Linked DNA regions of Oryctolagus cuniculus: region 1 is linked to region 2. A link is a contact called in public Micro-C data. All regions are on one chromosome and are shown on one strand. Each heading gives the region's core, a stretch centred on a gene start, on an enhancer-like site or on the middle of the called end of the contact. The rest is flanking DNA. Distances are from core to core; before and after follow the strand shown. Region 1 holds the start of SNRPD1 (small nuclear ribonucleoprotein D1 polypeptide). Region 2 holds the start of MIB1 (MIB E3 ubiquitin protein ligase 1).

The links. Hi-C and Micro-C count contacts between places; a contact is called where the count stands out from the background.
Region 1: a contact with region 2 is called in a Micro-C map of ear pinna, with 5 times the contacts expected there. The contact joins the promoter of SNRPD1 here to the promoter of MIB1 in region 2. A contact is called at or near these places in 2 of 6 Hi-C or Micro-C datasets (ear pinna and an unstated tissue).

Annotation. Positions count from the first base shown.
Region 1 is chr10:56,041,611-56,046,678 of mOryCun1.1, forward strand. It overlaps SNRPD1 (small nuclear ribonucleoprotein D1 polypeptide), which reads right to left and starts at 2,550. Exons shown (of 4, transcript XM_070050401.1): 1 at 2,400-2,550. ESCO1 (establishment of sister chromatid cohesion N-acetyltransferase 1) reads left to right here and starts at 2,315. Exons shown (of 12, transcript XM_051852066.2): 1 at 2,315-2,494.
Region 2 is chr10:55,907,421-55,912,528 of mOryCun1.1, forward strand. MIB1 (MIB E3 ubiquitin protein ligase 1) reads right to left here and starts at 3,713. Exons shown (of 21, transcript XM_002713451.5): 1 at 3,423-3,713. The coding sequence starts at 3,651.

The DNA.
Region 1 (5,068 bases), core at 1,300-3,799, 130 kb after region 2:
TTTCAGTTAATCTGAGGAGAGGGAGAGCAAGAGAGTGAGAGATCTTCTATCCACTGGTTCACTCATTAAGTGTTCACAGCAGCTGAGGCTGAGCCAGGCTGAAGTGAGGAGTCACAACTCAATTAGGTCTCCCACACGGATGGCAGAGATCCAACTACTGGACCCATCACCTGCTGCCTCCCACAGTGCACATTAACAGGAAACTGGAATCAGAAGCAGGGTTAGGACATGAACTCAGGCTCCTTGATACAGGATGTGGGTGTCCCAAGCATCATCCTAACCACTGCAACAAATGCCTCCTCCCCCCAAAATCCAATTTCTTTACTCTTTTCTGGAGGAGAGTGAAAGCTAAGCCAAGGAAGAAATGTGTTCAGATGATCATGGTTATTTTTTAGTGCACAAAGAAATGAAATGAACCCAACTTCTAGAAGGAAAAACAAATTTTGCCAAGTTTGGTATTACAGAATAATTAAGATTTAATCTATCTACAAATTGAGACCTCTAGTATTAATCAGAAATGAAAAATATTCAAAAGGATAATACTCAAGAAAATTTATTTTTCCCACAAACTATTTGTACTCTTTCATAGCATGTTTAGGAAAGTGACTTTAGTTTTTTAAAAGAAAACCTAGAGTAAGTTTCAGACATGAATTATACATAAAATTACTTATGTACCAAAAATAAATGCATATGAAGTGACTTCAAAAAGTTCATGGGAAATGGACTTTAAAAAGATGAGTTTATTTTGGGGCCTGTGTTGTGGCACAGCTGGCTAAGCCACCACTTGTAATGCTGGCATCCTGTACTGGAGTATCGTACTGGCTGCTCTACTTCCCATCCAGACCCCTGCTAATGTGCCTGGAAGACACAGGAAGATGGCTTAAGGACTTTGGTACCTGCCACCCACCTGGGAGACTAGGATGGAGTTCCTGGCTCCTGGCTTCAGCCTGGCCCAACCTAGCTGTTAGGACCATTTGGGGAGTGAACTAGTGGATGAAAGATCTTTTTCTGTCCCTCTCTGTTTTTTGCCTTCCAAATAAACAAATAAATCTTAAAAAGATAGGTTTATTTTTGTGCAAAAACTTTGAAACTCATGCACAAAAAAAGGTTTTGTACTCTTGTACATTGTAATTATATATTATGAAAAAACTATGCATGAATTTCAAAAATATTTTGCTTCAAAATAAATTCATTGTCCATCTTATTGTTGCACGACCTTTTTGAAACACTCTTATGACTTCTTACGGTGTCGGACATTTGTAAGGACTCCTATGCTCCTGATGGAGGCTAATACAATAGGGTGGAACAGGTCACTCAGGAGCAGAGACCTGTTTCATGGGACTGGAAACTTGTACATCCCCATTGTGTGTATTTATGCCAGAAAGTGAGTTACTAAAGATAAAGTGGTTAACCAATGAAAAGTAATCATAGATTTCTGATACTCTAAAGGTGAAAGCAAACTGGTGGGTCAGAGCCACAAGCAAATGATTAGCTTTAAGCAGGCTAGCAATTTACTCCTGACTTTTTCCCAATTGGAGCCATCTGGCATATTAGCCATTAGACAACTATGAGGTACTAGGGGTGGAGGTCGGGGCGGTGACCAGGTCTTTGCCAAGTTAACTCAACCCAGGGTAAAGTGAAGAACGGCCTCACCCATCAACACTCTAGCCATAAAATCTCAACGAATCTGCTCACGGCAATTTTGTGGAAAATGTTAGAAAAAAACCAGGCTTGACAGAGAGCACATTTAGGTTGGAAGTCGGCTTCAAAAAAGAAGCAGTTGGGGAGAACCCATTCTTCGTCTCTCCTGCATGGCACAAGCACCAATTCATCCATCCTCACAATTCTGCAATCGTGGAAAGAATAGCACCTTAAGTGTATTCAAAAGCAGCGTGAGAACTAGTGACAAAACCCTGGATTCCATCTCGAGCTTTCAAAGAGCCAAAGCCCTATCTGAACATCCGCCCCGGCTAACCCTAGTGGCACATTCTACCATTTCTTGCAGGCTCTTGTGCTCTCGCGCGCGAGGAGGGGGTGACGCCCTGAATTTTTTGGCGGCTCTGGAGTTCAGTTTCGGATACCCCAGCGCGCCTTCCTTACACGGGCCCATATCGAAGATGAAAAAGCATTTGGACAAGACACCGCAGATAAAAAGACTCGAAGCCGACAGGGCATTTTCCGCCATTGCTGGGGGCCTGTTGGTGTTAATCCTGGAAATGACAGCAGGGAGGACCAGCGGCCGCCGCTAGGGGGCGCCGCCGCTTCTCCGCCGGGCGCCCACCCGCGGAGACGCGCACACGCGAGGCCTCCCACCGCGCCTGCGCTAAGGATGGCCGCTGGCTCGCCTTTCCCCGACGCCCCAGCCGTCCGAGCCAGGGTGAAAATTGCGTGACACGCACCGAGCGTGGCGGCCATCTTCGTCTTCTGGGCACGTCAGCTGAGCCGGTTAGGGCTGAAGAGGAGCGTTGCGCAAGCGCATCCAAGACGGTCACAGGTAACTCCCATCTGACGGGCGAGGCGTCGCCGTCGTCGCCGGAAGTTTGGTGTTTGCGCCGCGGGGAGGCGGCGGTCGCGGCAGAAGCAGCTGAGTGTCTCCGGGTACCCGGATGTGAGGCGATCTGCCGGCTGCAGTTGGACTCCCGGGCCAGGCAAAGAAAGGTACGCGAGCGTCTCTGACGGCCCCGCCGCTTACGACCGCACCTCGGGTTTGCCAGCTGCTGCGGAGAGCGGACGGCTTTCGCTTTCCTGTCCCACCCTCTGGGTCGCGCTGCCTCGCACGCCTCTTCCCGTGGCCGGGGTCCCCGCTCCTCGTGCCCCGGGGAGGGAGGTGGGAGGCTCGGAGACGCCGTCGCCTGAGGTAGGCGCTAACCTGCGCGCTCGCCGGCCGGCCGCGGCATCACCTGCCGCTGCCGCCTGGGCCGTCGGGGTTACTCAGGGGCCGTGTCCGCAGGCGCTCGGGACCGTGGGGGCTTCCAGAGCCCCCCGAGGTGGCGTGCAGCCATTGCGCCGCGCGGGGCAGGTAGCCCCGGGCCTGGTCCCCGCCCCCGGCGTCCCCGCTCGCCCCGGAGCCGCGCTTCCTGCGGTGTGCTCGCCTGCCCCCGCCGCCGCCCGCAGACCTGGCCCGCGCCCGGAGGCCTCTGCAGTGCGCGCCGCGGGGCTGTGGGCATCTCCCCGTGTTTACAGCTTGGGTGGCTCGGGGCCAAGGTCATGGAGTAATTGGGGTTGGCAATTGGGGTCTGGGCACAGGTGGGGCTGTCGTGGAGCAGAAATGGGCGCGTTGAGGGCCGTAGTGCAATTTTACAGCGCTTGGAGAGGTGCGAGCAGAAGGAAATTGAGTCCTCGATTTTTGTCACTTTTAATAAGGTGATTTTACAACGAGGGTTTATTTTGCACAGGCGGAGTGGGATGGCAAGTGCAAAATTTAGAGGACTCTGCCGTTCGTCCCTCCCACCCCCCTTCAAATGATGTGTTTGGAAAACCTGGCGCTACAGAATTTTCCAGGGGGTGGAGGTTTGGCGGGGGAGGAGGAGGAAGGAGTTACAGCGTGAGGATTGGAGAAGTCCTGTGTACCGTGCTTTCTGTAGTTTCAGCAGGAAGTGATTGCAGCGTGCAGTATCTGAGTAGTATTATAAAATAATCCATTTTGTTTTCTGCAAAGTGCTACATAGTGAAATGATAAGCTGCCCTCCCCCCACTTTTTTTTTTTTTTTTTTTTTTGTAAACTGGCTCAAGCAGGATTTTAGTTGAAAGCGTCCAGGTTGCTTTCAGCCTGTCTTGTGATCAGTTTCTCCTCTACAGGGCACCAACACCAGTAGAATTTTTTCAACTTGCAAAAACTTAAAAATTCTCACCACCTACGTGGCAATGAGAAGTGCTTTAAAAGTGTTATTTTGGAAGCTGCAGATTCAGTCCTAGACCATGCGAGGAAAGGAGAAAACTAGGACTGTAATAGTCACCCCTTGTCGCCAGAAAGCAGATCATGCTTCTTAAGTCAGCTGTGACTTTGGAAGCAAGGCCCTTTGAACAGAATTTGCCCTGGTTTAAGGGCTTTACTCACCTTAATCATTCCTAACTGAAGAAAATATGCTATCATTTCTCCTTGCTCAGTCAGTGTTAAAATCTGTGGTGAACAAGATTTTTTTTTCTTTTTCTTTTTCTTTTTTTTTTTAGCATCTGCCCTGGACAAAGCTTTGTGCTGGCATTTAAATAAATTATGCTTCACAGAAGAACTAAAAAAGGACCGTAATTAATGAATACCATTAACTCACTTTGCTGCATGGCCTTTTTTAGCTTGGTACTTCATTATGATGCAAAACCCATTGCTTTTATTCTGATAATGAAGGTGATCAGAGCTGCACAATTCCAAATAATGGATTGCTTTTGTAATTGTTAATATTTTTTTCATGAGTTTGTTATTAGCAGATTGATGTTCCACATAGAGTTCTCTCTACTGAAGGTGATATTAAGTTTAGATTGTAGTTGGAAGTCAACTCCACAGGGCTGGTGTTGTGGTGTGCTGGATTAAGCCGCCGTCTGCAGTGTCAGCTTTCCATACGGGCCCTGGTTTGTGTTCTGGCTGCTCAACTTCTGATCCAGCTCTCTGCTAATGCGCCTGGGAAAGCATCAGAAAATGGCTGAAGGGGGCCCTGTATCCATGTGGGTGACTCAGTGAAGTTCCTGATTCCTGGCTTTGGCCTGGCTCCACCCTGGCTATTTTGTCCATCTGGGGAGTAAACCAGTAGATGGAAAAAGCTCTCTCTGCCTCTCCTTCTCTTTCTGCAAATCTGACTTTCAAATAAAGTAAATAAATCTTAAAAAGATATTTTTTTCTTATTAAGAAAAATTTTTTGAGAGACAGGGAGTTCCCATATGCTGGTTACATTTCCCAAATGCCTGCAGCATCAGAGCCAGAAGCAAAACTCAGATCTCCCGTGTGAGTGGCAGGGACCCAGTTATTTGAGCTGTCACCTGCTGCCTTCCAGGGTACACATTAGCAGGAAACTGGCATCTGGAGTGGAACCTAGGTGCTCCAGTATGGGACGCCAGCATCCTAGCCATTGTCCTAACC
Region 2 (5,108 bases), core at 2,463-4,962:
AGGCATTTAGGGACCAAACCAACAAGCAGATGCAAGTGGTTGCTTTAACCCCCTCTCTCCTTCACTGATTTTCAAATAAACAAACTTTTTAAAAAAATAAAGTTCACTAAAACAATCTGATGAACAAAAGGAACTACTACACATAGGTTAACATATTCAGTTATCTTATAAACTAACCAAAGATTCTAAGACAGCTGCCCCTGAAAAACACCGCTTTTATATTAAGATAATAAAACTGTTAATGTGATAGTTACACTTCATACTACGAAACATGTAGACATTAATAATCCCCTCAAAAATCACTGTAGTACAGGATCCATCACACTTTACCACTACCCTAGAAAGGTATTTAAATTTTCCCATAATCTACAATCACTGATTAAAGAATTCCCCCTAATTACTGAGTTGTGGTCAGACTTTAACATAAGCAAACATGATAATAAAACTTTTTTAAAGAGTGTGCAGAAGTAGGCATATGCCTTATACACTGCTGTTAGGAGTGTTAAGTTGGTAAAATGTCTTAAAAGAGCAATGAGCCAATATCTATCAAAACACTATAAATCTACACACTTCCATTAAGCAATTCTACTTCAGAAGTACTCAGTACATATACACAAGGATATACCTACAAGAAAGTATTCACAGCATCTCTGTAAATAAAAAGATCTGAAACAATATAAATGCCCATCAATAAAGTACCAGCTAAATAAATTACTGCATTGAGTCTCTGATATACTATTTAAGAATAAGGTAGCTGGCGCTGCGGTTCACTAGGCTAATCCTCCGCCTTGCGGCGCCGGCACACCGGGTTCTAGTCCCCGTCAGGGTGCCGGATTCTGTCCCGGTTGCCCCTCTTCCAGGCCAGCTCTCTGCTGTGGCCCGGGAGTGCAGTGGAGGATGGCCCAAGTGCTTGGGCCCTGCACCCCATGGGAGACCAGGATAAGTACCTGGCTCCTGCCATCGGATCAGCGCGGTGCGCTGCCAGCCGCGGCGGCCATTGGAGGGTGAACCAACGGCAAAGGAAGACCTTTCTCTGTCTCTCTCTCTCACTGTCCACTCTGCCTGTCAAAAAAAAAAAAGAATAAGGTAAAAATCCATGTGTGGAACAATTATTAAATGAAAGAAAAGTGCAGATGAATATGGCTTATAAACATTTATACTTAAGAAGGATGGATTTATATTTTCAGTACATTCATTTATGTGCTGGTAATGTATAGAGTATTCTCTCAGAATACACAAGAAACTGTTAACAATGTTGGTCTCTTTTTGTACTGCTGAAACTTTATATTCTTTTGGCCGTGCACAAACATCTTCAATGTTTAAAAAGCTAGCTAATGGGGCCAGCACTGTGGCTTAGTGGGTAAGGCCACCACCTGCAGTGCCAGCATCCCATACGGGAGCTGGTTCAAGTCCCGGCTGCTCCACTTCCAATCCAGCTCTGCTGTAGCCTGGAAAAGCAGTAGAAGATGGCCCAAGTCCTTGGGCCCCTGCACCCATGTGGGAGACCAGAGGAAGCTCCTGGCTCCTGGCTCCTTGCTTCGGATCGGCCCAGCTCCAGCCACTGTGGCCATTTGGGGAGTGAACCAGCAGATGGAATATCTCTCTCTCCTTCTCTCTCTGTGTAACTCTTGACTTTCAAATAAATAAATATTAAAAAAAAAAGCTAGCTAATATATACAATTGTATTAACTACCTGCTGAAAAAACTGAGTTGGCTTATGCTAATTTCCTTTTTATTGTTGTTAACAATAACTATGAGCTCATTTCAAAATTTGTTAGGCTTTGTCAGACTCAATCATAATGTCTGGGGCAGGTGTTACAGCACACTGAGTTTAACTGCCTCTTGGGACACCAGCATCCTATTCAGGAGGGCAGGTTCAAGTCCCAACTCCTCCACTTCCCATCAAGCCTCCTGCTAAATGCACACCCAAGGAGGCAGCACATCATGGCTCAAGCACTTACACCCCTGCCACACACATGGAGACCCAGATGGTGTTCCTGGCTCCCACCTTCAGCTTGGCCCATTACCAGCTCTTAAAGGGATTTTTGAGGAGAGATCAAAGAACTCACTCTGTCCTATTCTGTTACTCTGCTTTTCATATAAAAAAAAAAAAAGAAATAAAAAGTTTTCAAGAATCATGTCTCAGAAGCAGCTCATTTAGGAATTCTGAAAAGTATCCAGAATTTGAACCATTTTCTACTAAACACAATTGCAAGGATGAATCTATGTGAAAATGGTCAAATTAAATTAGAGGGGCAAGCACATGGAATAGCAGTCAAACATCACTTGGGAGTGCAAAATAGAGTGCCTGGGTTTGAATCCCACCCAACTCAGTTCCAGATTCCAGATTCCTGCTAATGTGCATCCTGGGAAGCAGCTGGTGATGGCTCAAGTGGTTGAGGTCCCTGCCACACACGCAGGAGACCCAGTTTGGACTGAATTCTAGGCTGCCTCATCCTTGACTATTGCCAGCATTCAGGGAATGAACCAGCAGATAGGAGATTTTCTCTTTCTTTCTCTCTCTTTCTCTCTCTCTCAGGAGATTTTCTCTTTCTCTCTCTCTCTCTCTCAGATTTTCTCTTTCTCTCTCTCCCTCCCTCCCTCCCTCTTAAAATAAGCCTTTAGTCTACCATATTAAAAAATTCCCGAGTAAATGACAAACACACCCTCAGCGAATCTTAATCAAGAACCCTGATTCATTCCTGGCTGAATGGACAAGACTTTGACATTATCATACTGAGAGGAGATGTTAACAAAAAGAGTACCAGGTGGCCTCTATACTTGTCTTCCACTTGGAAGAAGTCACACAAAGAAATGGCTCAAGAACTCAGACTTCTCTACTGATATTAAATATATAAAAATAAACAATTCAGAATTAAAATAATTGCACAGAATGTTAAGTAGCATTCAGTTATTGATTTCCAAGTCATTCTGTACCACAGGCAGCAAAAAAAAAAAAAAAAAAAAAAAAAAAAATTACAAGTATCTCTACAGATCTAAGGTACTAGGGCCCCTCGGTAGCTAAGCACCATATGGCAAGGCAAGCGTCCGTTTGGATAGTTATCACTTGGTGGCTGATTAATTTCAATGGCTTTTTAGACAGGCCCCCTCCCCTAGAGGAGAGGAAGAGGGACTGAATCTGTTGTCCTCCCGGGCGCTTTGTGTCTTCCAGGCTTGAAAGCATCCTGGTGCTGGTGCTTCGATCATCTCCCTTGGGAACACGGGGGTCCTTTTTCTGCAAGTTTCTGTTCGCCAGTACGAAAGCTAAAATCCCCTTTTGGCCCTTGCCCTCTCGCTCACTCCAGCCAGGCTCTGCGGGTGAAGCGTCCCACCACCGGCCCGTCCCAGGGGGCCCCGACGCCCACCGCAGCCTCGCCCCTTCCCCGGCGCGCGCAGGCCCAGGCCAGGCGGCCGCGGCTTACCGGTGGGCGCGCTGTCCAGGATGCGCAGGTCGTAGGCCCCGGAGCAGCGATAGTTGGCGGCGGTGCCGTTGTCCCACACCACCACCACCTCCTCCGGGCTCTCGAAGCTCCGGACGGTGCCCACATGGCCCTCGCCGCCGTCCTGCTTCCCCCACTTCCAGTCCGGGCCGCGCACTACCCGGGCCCCGACGCCTTCCACCATCACCCGGTTGTTCCGGGAGTTACTCATCGGGGCCCGGGCGGTGGGCTCCGCCGCTGCCGCTGCCGCCGCCGGGGGGCCCGTGAGGGAGTTGGGCCCAGGCCGGACTCTCGGCGCCGGCGGGGGCGGCAGCGAGCCCCGGGGGACGTGGGAGTAACTCACGGGGGCGGCGGCGCGGTCCCTGCGGAGCCCACAGCCGCTGCCCAGCCGCCGCCGCCGCGCCCCCCGCTCGGACTGGAGGCCCGCCCGCGGCGGCTCACGGGCGGCGGCGGCTAAGGGGCAGTGAGGAGGGGGCCGTGGGCGGGGACTCTCTCGCTTCCTCCGGGCTCCCCGGCCGGGCTACAGCGACGGCCGCCAAGAAACCTCGCTCTCCCCCGGCCGGGAGCGCGGGGAGCGCAGAGGGCCGGGGGAGGCTGGCCCAGGGGGGACGGCGAGGACAGCGGGGAGCAAGCCGAACTGCCGGCCTCTATCCTCCCCCGGCCCCTCGCTCCGGGGTGGGCGCCCGAGCGCCGGCGCCGACTCCTCCCCCGTGGGCAGCGGTGGTACCTCCCGGCGTCCGGCCAGCGCCCGGGCCCAGGGGCCTCCTTCTCTCTGCCCCCGCGCACGCCGCCGCGCTCCGCCCCGCCACAGAGTCCCCGCCGGGCGAGAGCGGCTCCACATCCGGGTACTGCCGCAGCCAAGGCCGGAGCAGCACCTTCTCTGAGTGACTGTGGGGAGGTGGGGGATCCTCAGCAATAATAAGGTGGGAAGGGTTTCGCAGAGTCGTGCGATCTGGGAAAGAAAGGAGACGAAAACCGATTCCTAAGCGTCTTTCCAGGGCCCAATGAGAGTGCGCATGCGCGCCTTCGGGAACACCGTGGAGGGGTTGGAAGCCCAACCCCAGCCTGAGGCGGTGAAGGGGGGGGGTCCTGGGGGGGCGTTGTCTCTCCATGGCGCCGCGCGTCCCATTGGCTGTGAGGAAGGGGGCGGGGCCTGCCTGGAGGTGGGCTGGAGGAAGTGAGGATGCGGATACGAGCCGAGCTGCGCGAAGCAGCCGCTGTAGTGCGGTTAGTCTTTCACTACGTTCTGTTGTTCCTAGGTGTTCTAAGTGAATTTGCGATTCCATATTGTTTGTGTCATCTTTTAACGGGGGCAGGAATAGGACCGATTTTAGCACAGATTGAGCACAATCTGTATGTAAGGCGAAACCATTTCAAACGCGAGTGAGTGAATAATGGCACAGGTTTTGGCTAAGCAGAATGGTATTGAATGTTGAGAAGCCTTTTGAGCGGTTTATCTTCCTTTTGTCCGGAGTCATGGTGATAGGTAGACTCCACACCTTGCCCATTAATAACAACTCCCACCTACGATATAATTCAGTCCCTAAATGGAAAATACAACCCTGGAAGGAAGAGGTGTCTTACAGTGTTTTCTGGTTACTCTTACTTAAATGACATTGTGCTGTGAAGGATTTAAAACCAGTTTCCCCTGGCCTAGCACAGATGCAT